Regions from separate parts of the Gossypium arboreum genome. Here region 2 is linked to region 1. Evidence: chromatin contacts called from public Hi-C data. All regions are on one chromosome and are shown on one strand. The core of a region is the stretch at or near the end of the contact, and the rest is flanking DNA. Distances in the headings are between cores, read along the strand shown.

Region 1 (4,319 bases), core at 912-3,411:
ACCTTTAGTGATGGAAAAAAGGGCAAGATACTTTGCAAAGATAGGCTTAACATAGGAGGAATAATAGAAATTCAAAATGAGTTCCTTGTGGAGGGATTAAAAGCTAAGCGAGATATCCCAAGTTTATGACTAGGGTATGTTGGTAAATTTTATCAGGAAGAGTTGCAAAGTGATTGACAAGTAAGATAAGATACAAATCAATCTACAATTGTTATAGGATGATGAAACCACTCACTTATAATCAAAATAGGTTTTCAAATATTGAGTTATGGCATGAGGTAATAGGCCATGTACATTTCAAAGGATTGCAAAGATTGATAATATACAATCTTTTTAAAGGACTACCAAAGTTAGAGGGAGTAATTCCAAATATGTGTGGTGAGTGCTTAAAGAGGAAGTAATAGTGTGAGTCACTTCCCAATTATAATTGATTCAAACAATTGAACCTTTAAAGCTTCTATAAATGAATTTGATAGGGTCAATGAAGATTTAAAGCTTAGGATGTAAAAGATATGTTCTTGTAAGTGTAGATGACTATTCCATGTTTACATAGGTAAGATTCTTGTGTGAAAAGTTCAACACATCTGATGCCTTCAAGAAACTGTGTAAAAAAGCTGAGAATGAAAAATGTTATCTTATTGGGAAAATTGTTAGGATGCATGACCAAGTAGAGGAATTTGAGAATGAATAATTCTCATATATTTTTGACAATACGACATTCAACATGAGTTTTTTGGTCCAAAAACTCCATAACAGAACGAGATTATTAAGAGTAACAATAGGACAATTTAGGATATTGCTCGTGTTATGCTAAGTGCCATGGGAATTTCTCACAGGTTTTAGGTAGAAGCTATTGATATAACTTACCATATGATTAATAGTCTTGTAGAGGCCAAAGACTAAAATGACACCTTATGAGATGTGTAGAGGAGGGAAGTTAGTAATTGGTACTTCCATGTGTTTGGGAGTGTCTAATACATTCAATAAACTTTATAACTATATGATAATAACATATCAATAAATGATTTATAGAAGTAGTAATACTAATAGTAGCTAAAAAATAGTAGAAAAGATGTTATAATAGTACATTATTGATAGTATATGAATAAATTATTTTTATATTATCAAAGTGAAATTATACTTCAAGCTTTATAATATAAAAAATAATAAGTTAATTTACTAAGTTATACATTTTAGATTTAAATTTTTCTTAATATGCTAAGTCATAATTAATTCTCAACTAATATATAGTATAGAAGTAAATAATAATATTTTATAACAAATTAATAACATAATTATAAAATCAATAAGTGGTTGGAAGAAGTGGACTAAATTGAATTTTGGAGTCGACATCCTTGAAAAGGCTTTACTTGAATATCACTTTGCCCGATCAAGATTAATCTCACTTTGTAAAATAAATCAAAACACATGTAGTTATACCAAAAAAATCATAATCATTATTTTGATTGAAATATAATATTTATTTCTTTAAAATATAATATTTATATTTTAAATAATTCAAGTTTAAATTGTTATAGAAAATTAAAATAAAAAAATATTACATTCCTTTTTATTGATATTATTATATTGATTTATATTTTAAAATTCATATTAATAATAAATACATAGATAATTAGTTTTAACCATGTAAACGTGATATCATTAAATCATTATTTATTTTATTTATTTTATAATACCACATAGATATTATTAAAATTAATTATCCATATTATATAAAAATTATTTAATATACTATTGAGTTTTAAAACTTCACAAATAGGTGCAGAGGCGAATCTCGTATCGGCATAGGCCCTTCCTCTTAAAATAGAAAATTATTATTTAGGCCTTCTAATTTTTTAAAATTTTAAATTAATAAAGGTAAAATTACACTTTTCTTCTTTAAAATTATAAAATTTAATTTAATTTTTAAAATTATAAATATATAGACTATAAAAATTAAAATTATTTTGCCCCTAAAAATTGTTCTAGCTTCGTTACTAAACAAGTGATTGACAAGTATCGTAAAAATATAATGAAACATTCAAAATAAATATTTAAAAAATAAATATAAATTTTTAAAATTATTTATAAAATAAATAAAAATTTACCCTTATTATATTGCTTTTATTATAATGTAGGGTGAAGGTGTGATGAAGAGAAAGGAAGAAATCCATCAATCTATGGATATTACATATGGTTATATGGGGATGCGTGAATATCTTATTTATAATTTTGAAATTGTAATTTATAATAATAAGTATTGTAAATGATATATTCTGTGCGAATTAGTGTCTTCAGGTGAAAATGGCAGTTAAAGTAGCTATCATATCAGAAATGTTAGTCAAAAGCCCCCTTCACTGCAGTGAGAAAAAGGGGAAGTGACGAAGAAAGGAAAGGCTCATGCATTCATACATGAGCAATGGAGAGAGAAAAGAAAGAAAAATGACATCTTGTGAAAACCAAGAATAAAAATTTTGACATTTCGGGTGTGTGGGCTTTGGGATTTCAATATTATAATTATCATAGTTTGTCTTCACATTCCTTGTCAGAGAACAGTGAAAACTCATCAAAGTCTAGGACTTTTCAGGTCACCTTCTTCAATCAAAGAGGACTCCTCTTTATATATATATATATATTTTTTTTTTTTTTTGTTCTTTTAATTTGCCCCCACACCCCCCACCCATTTTTTACCTGTTTATGGATCCCAAGGGCGCCAAGCAGCCTCCAGAGGAAGTAGCCAACTTGTTGAGCCTGCCACCCCAACCCCAACAGCAACAGCCTCAAAACATGGGAGAGAATAAAGAAGCAGAAATCAAGGATTTCCAGATTGTGGTTGCAGATAAAGGAGAAGGGAAGAAGCAACAGTTGGCCCCAAAGAGAAGTTCTAACAAAGACAGGCACACCAAAGTTGAAGGAAGAGGTAGAAGGATAAGGATGCCTGCTTTATGTGCTGCTAGAATCTTTCAGTTGACCAGGGAATTGGGTCACAAGTCTGATGGGGAAACAATACAGTGGCTGTTACAACAAGCTGAACCATCAATAATTGCCGCCACTGGGAGCGGAACAATTCCAGCATCAGCTTTGGCTGCAGCTTGGGGCTCAGTTTCACAGCCAGGGGCCTCTCTATCAGCAGGGTTGCACCAAAAGATGGAAGATTTAGGGGGGTCCAGTATAGGATCAGGGAGCAGTAGGACCAGTTGGACAATGGTTGGTGGCAATTTGGGAAGACCCCATCATGTGGCGACCGGGTTATGGCCACCAGTCAGTGGTTTTGGGTTTCAGTCATCATCTGGTCCGTCTACAACAAATTTTGGCAGTGATAGTTCCAATTATCTGCAAAAGCTTGGGTTTCCAGGTTTTGACTTGCCAGCTAGTAACATGGGTCAGATAAGTTTCACCTCAATCTTGGGCGGAGCTAATCAGCAGCTCCCGGGTTTGGAACTTGGGTTATCTCAAGATGGTCATATTGGGGTCTTAAATCCTCATGCTTTGGACCAGATTTATCAGCAGATGGAGCAAGCTCGGATGCAACCCCAACATCAGCATCAGCGCCAGCAACAAACCCCTGCTAAGGATGACTCCCAAGGATCGGGCCAGTAAAGTTTTAAACTTTGAGAGCAAGATGAAAAAGAGTAGGATTCCTGAGACACAGGATGGCTTTGTTTTTTCTTGTAATGGTTCAGTATTGTATAATGGGGAAAACCAAAAAAAAAAAATAACAAGTGTGAGAGAAATGGATACTTTTCCTCTCAGAAATCTATGGGGACTAGATTGAGTGGCTTCTTTCTTTCTGCACTGCTTCACCCAAGTTTCCATTACAGAGGTTGTTTCTCTTGATTCATGCCTTCTGTTGAACTTGCATCCTCCGAATTCTTCAGAGAAGTACTAATTCTTTTGTGCTAAACTATTTTACTGTGGAGTGTGCAGGTGGAGCTTTGCGCATCTCAGTAGCTTGGATTTGGGCTCAACTTCTTGTTTGATCCAGGGTGTGTTGATTGTGATGCAAGGCAAATCTAATTGTTTTCTTCTTCACTACGTGTGGATAGATTGGCAACGGTTTGTTTGTGAAATTAAAAATAGGAATTCACAGTAATACATGTCCAGTTTCTTGTTAGATGAAGTAAGATTTCTTGTTTCTCTAAAAGAATATATTCTTGCACATAAAGGGCTAATTATTGATTACACCGTGGGCTCTGGCTGCCAGACCAAGCATGTTTCCTGCTATAGCATGTCATCTATCATATAAGAATCTAGTTCTTTTGTCATCACTTGAAAGTCGCTCCTTTGCAATGATCTTACCTTGTTTGGAAAGCTCTTTA
Region 2 (4,319 bases), core at 1,191-3,690, 150 kb before region 1:
AAAAATTTAAAAAATAATAATAGATGATAATAACTAACCAACAAATTTTATTTTGATTAACTATCGGTTTTTCCCAAAGTTTAAATTTAACTCAATAACTGACACAAGGCAACGTAATGCCAGGAACTAAAAATTTAATTTTGTTTTACTTATGTAAGAATTTGAACACAAGACCAAAGGGTAAACTAAAACCTTATCACTGAACCAACAGGTTCATTCTTGTTGTTATTTGTGCAAAAATAAAACATAAACCAGATGCTCAAGGATCAAGGGTAAGACAAAAATAACTAAAATTTTAAAGAGCATTATTCAAACATAGAATCTCACACCCAAGCACAACTCTCAACTACTGAACCACGTTAAATTTCTTTAACAAAATTTTTACATTCTTAACTCAAAACCAATAAGTGACAACTCTCGACTTCACTAACTCAATATTTTCTAACCCAATTTTTGGGATATGACAAATATTCTCACCAAACCGTATCACATGGTTTTTCTCCTTGCCTAGGCTAGTTTCAACTGCTATGGTTCCAAATTGGTAAAGACATTACCCATTGTAGATGTATGAGCTCCTATCAATGACCCATCATCAAATCCCACATTCTCTTGGACTACAGATGGGTTAGCCCTATTAATATTCATAGGCATAAGGACCATAACAGGTTTCTTTGGCCCACTAAATAATACCCCTTTCCCTTTGGCCCGATCTCCTAGTTTCTTGCTTAACCCATCTGGCTTTCCCTTAAAAGCGAAACATGCGTTCACACTAGTGACGTTACTATCTTTTTGCATTAAAACTTGAGATTTTTTTTCGTGATCGGCGACTTCTTCAATTGCTCCCTGATTTTGGGTTCTAACTAAAACTGAAAATCTTGACTCATGAAATTTCGGCATCTAATCATGTGTTTTACTCTCTTCCATTACGAGCTTTTTGTCTTTGCTTCCTTCCCACAAGCATCCAAGACCCAAACTTCTCTACTCTCTAGTTCAACTCTACCGTATCAAAATTCTTCCGTGAATCATCTTCTCTTCCCTTATCACGGCCCCCTAACGACGGACAAACGTCTTGGACATGATCGTATCTACCACATCCAAAGCAAACGTTTGGTAAAGCCTCATATTCCACTCTTTGGAGAGTGCCATCAATTATGATCTTTGGCTTCGACCAAACTTCCCGATTCACATAGATTGTCATTCTCACAAAGTGGCCCCGCGATCCATTTTCTGCATTATAATCAATTTTCACAACTCGTCCAATCTCATCTTTCATTCAATTTTTTTTCCTTTACCCATCAGATCAATGGAATTTATGTATATGCAACCAATATGACATTGTTTCAAAATGAAATAATTGGTAGTAGTAAAGAACAAAGAAAAAAAATGAAAGAAAAATTAAAAACTAATTTATACAATTATTTTAATAAGTAATATCTTCAACCTTTTGCTTTTATCTTTTAAATTGCTGTCTTTTGTAGAGAAAAAAACAAAATATAAAATCAAAAGAGAAAGAGATAGTTGATATATTGCTCAAACGTGTAGATGGTATGCAAGGATAATGGTTAGGTCCATGTATATCTTATCAAAAAGAGGCATTTGGTAAGAGATTCTGGCTTTTTTGGTGCTCATCAATTGGTGGGTCTCTCTCCAATTCTAATTATGTGCTGCAACTTTCTTTCACGTTGATGAACAACCCAGCACCAAGTTGCAGTATTGTACAACTTAACAGTAGTATTGTACAAGAAATATTAATTCGATGAAGAAATAAACTAGCTAGAGGCCTATCAACTTTCACTTGAAAGTTTGCTACTATGGGTATATAATTTCCAATTTAGATCATCATGCCTTTGCTAAATGCTTAAAAAAAGACAATAAACAATTACACTTTGTATGCATTGCATGCCAGCCAAATAGCTATAAATGTTTGTTTATTTGCTTTCGAATTATTAGGCCTTGGAATTATTTACCAAAACGAATTGCTATGTTGGTGAGAGCTTGGCATTCAAATGGGGGGAAGAAACAAAACTTTTGATAAGGATTGGAGTAGGAATGGAAAATTATTAAAAAAACAAAGAAAGATCCAAGCTAATCACAATTCTTAATAGGAACATTAAGTGTTAAAAGATAATAATAAAGAAATAAAAAATTAGATGTTTTACCTTACCATTCAATGTTTGAATTCATGTGAGGTTGCCTTTGATAATTTTCTTTCCACAGTTAAGCTAAGCTTTCAAAGAGGGGAGGTCCCCTTTGTCTACATGATAGGAAGCACGTCTGACAAGCAATGCAATCTCTAACATAGACATATACCCATTCTAACCATAGTTATCTTCACAACCCAAAGGAATTGCTCTTCTCCACATCTAAACGAAGTGCTCAAATTCTATAAAATTATATTGTAGACTGAAATTTCTTTTTGGCAAATTTAATCTCTCTACTATAGTTTTCATTTTTTTCTCTTACTTTTAAATACACATTTTCGATTCGGATGCAAATTTGATAAAATAATTTAATGTAGTTGTGTTTTTTAAATGCAGTGGTTTTACATATATACATTATTATTTTTTGTACAAATGAAAAACTTATTTACATTTTAAAAGAATTAACAGTAAATATTAGCTTTAGGACTAAAATTACATATTTTAAAAAGTAGAGAGATTAGAAAGTATCAAATTATAGTAAATGAATTAAATTTACAAAAAAAAAAAGAGAGAGAAAAACATAGTACAAGAATCTTTTGTAAAACTTGACCTAACAAAATTATAAGGTTTTTTTTTTGGATACATCTCCTAAACCTATAAACCTCAAATCCTAAGAGTTTAAACACATTTAAGTGAATTTGAACTCACTATTTTTAAATTACTGTAACAATAATAATACTAAATGAGTTTGTAGTAAGTCGACAGGCCATACCTTAAAAAAGAAAAAGAAAAAAAAAGTATGTACACAGTAAAAAGGAGAAGTAAATAATAAATAAATATATCTATATATGCCCTCATTTCTTCAATGATCCATCCCAAAACCATCCTCAAGTTGCTTAATAATCAAGTTTGGGAGAATGATTAAAGAAAAGGGAGAAAACTAACTAAAAGGGGATTTGTATGTGATGCAATGATATCCCCAATATGGTGACCAAGAATTGCATGGATTATATATTCATATTCATACGAATAAAGACAAAGTTTTGTGATACAGATACCATGTAAGTCATTATCATGGACATGAAGTGATTTAAGCTTAAATACAACTTATTCTGTTTTTTTTTTTGTTTAAAAACAATAGATTGCATGATTTAATTAAATTAGACACTAGTTGAAATATAAGTTATTCTTCTTCTGATATAATCATTGTTGAAATTCAATAGCGAAAAAGGGTCCCAAAAATTATGCCATGCCAACCGGAAAGTAAAAGTGAGCTTGGACCAATTACCTTAACAAAAGAATTCATATCTTGCCCCATATGAAGCAAAAGTGGTTAGATTTTGTTGACCAAAGAAAGGAAATACAGTTGTTAGATTTATGATCACTGCATGATTTGATTCAACTTGAGAAATAAAAGATGGGGAGATATTAGATTTCAGTTTTGCAGTCTAATTCGGGTGACTTGTATAAGGATAGAACTCGTGATTGGTTTGAATTAAAGATTTAAATGGAAAATATTCACCATATCATTATTATTTTCAAGTTGCTGTGAAATTGTAATATACCAATTACAATAACATCACTACATTTGGTTTAGCTATCGTGATCAAGTTTTAAAAGGATTAAGATATAAAGTTGGGAGTTTTCTATTCAATCATATAGGCTAAATATATTAATAAAATAATGGACACCAGATATGGAACAAATCGCTTTCAAAGCAAGAAATAAAAAAATATTCTTACAGTTAACTATTTAAGAAATGAAATTGGACACCATAGTCTTTTTTCTCAAGCTGTAATTCGCATCCACTAAATCTAAGAATTTAGAGACTTTAACAAGTGTGTTTTACTTTCCCTTACCTTATTAAACTTTAGAAATGCAAGTAAGCTAAACCAACTTAAGCATTCCCTCTTTCATTTTATTAAAAGAATATTTTTCAAATAATCATTCCGTTTAATTTTCTCTATTTTCTTAACCCCCAAAGTTTATGTTTGAGGATCCTATGTGCTCAAAATGACATTGTGTAAAAAAATGAAAAGGGTGTTTTAAGAAATGTGCAAATCATCGTCCTCCTTTATACAATTTTTGTGAACAAGTTGATGAGTCTTCAAGTGTCAATTTCTAGAGAAATATCATATTTGATGAGGTATCACTGCATGTTTGATGTGAATTTTGAAT

Evidence for each region. Hi-C and Micro-C count contacts between places; a contact is called where the count stands out from the background.
Region 2: a contact with region 1 is called in a Hi-C map of leaf, with 3 times the contacts expected there. The contact joins the enhancer-like site here to the promoter of LOC108467678 in region 1. A contact is called at or near these places in 2 of 5 Hi-C or Micro-C datasets (both in leaf).

Annotation. Positions count from the first base shown.
Region 1 is chr4:22,707,206-22,711,524 of ASM2569848v2, reverse strand. LOC108467678 (transcription factor TCP20-like) reads left to right here and starts at 2,161. Exons shown (of 2, transcript XM_017768411.2): 1 at 2,161-3,823; 2 at 3,928-4,147. The coding sequence starts at 2,698. The coding sequence ends at 3,600.
Region 2 is chr4:22,857,707-22,862,025 of ASM2569848v2, reverse strand. No RefSeq gene overlaps it. Among protein-coding and RNA genes, the nearest start is that of LOC128291934, 48 kb to the left of the region's middle. Within about 2 kb of position 2,440, at least 2 of the 2 cell types and tissues checked have an H3K27ac peak or open chromatin away from gene starts, as enhancers often do. A contact at or near this core is called in leaf, where this site is marked.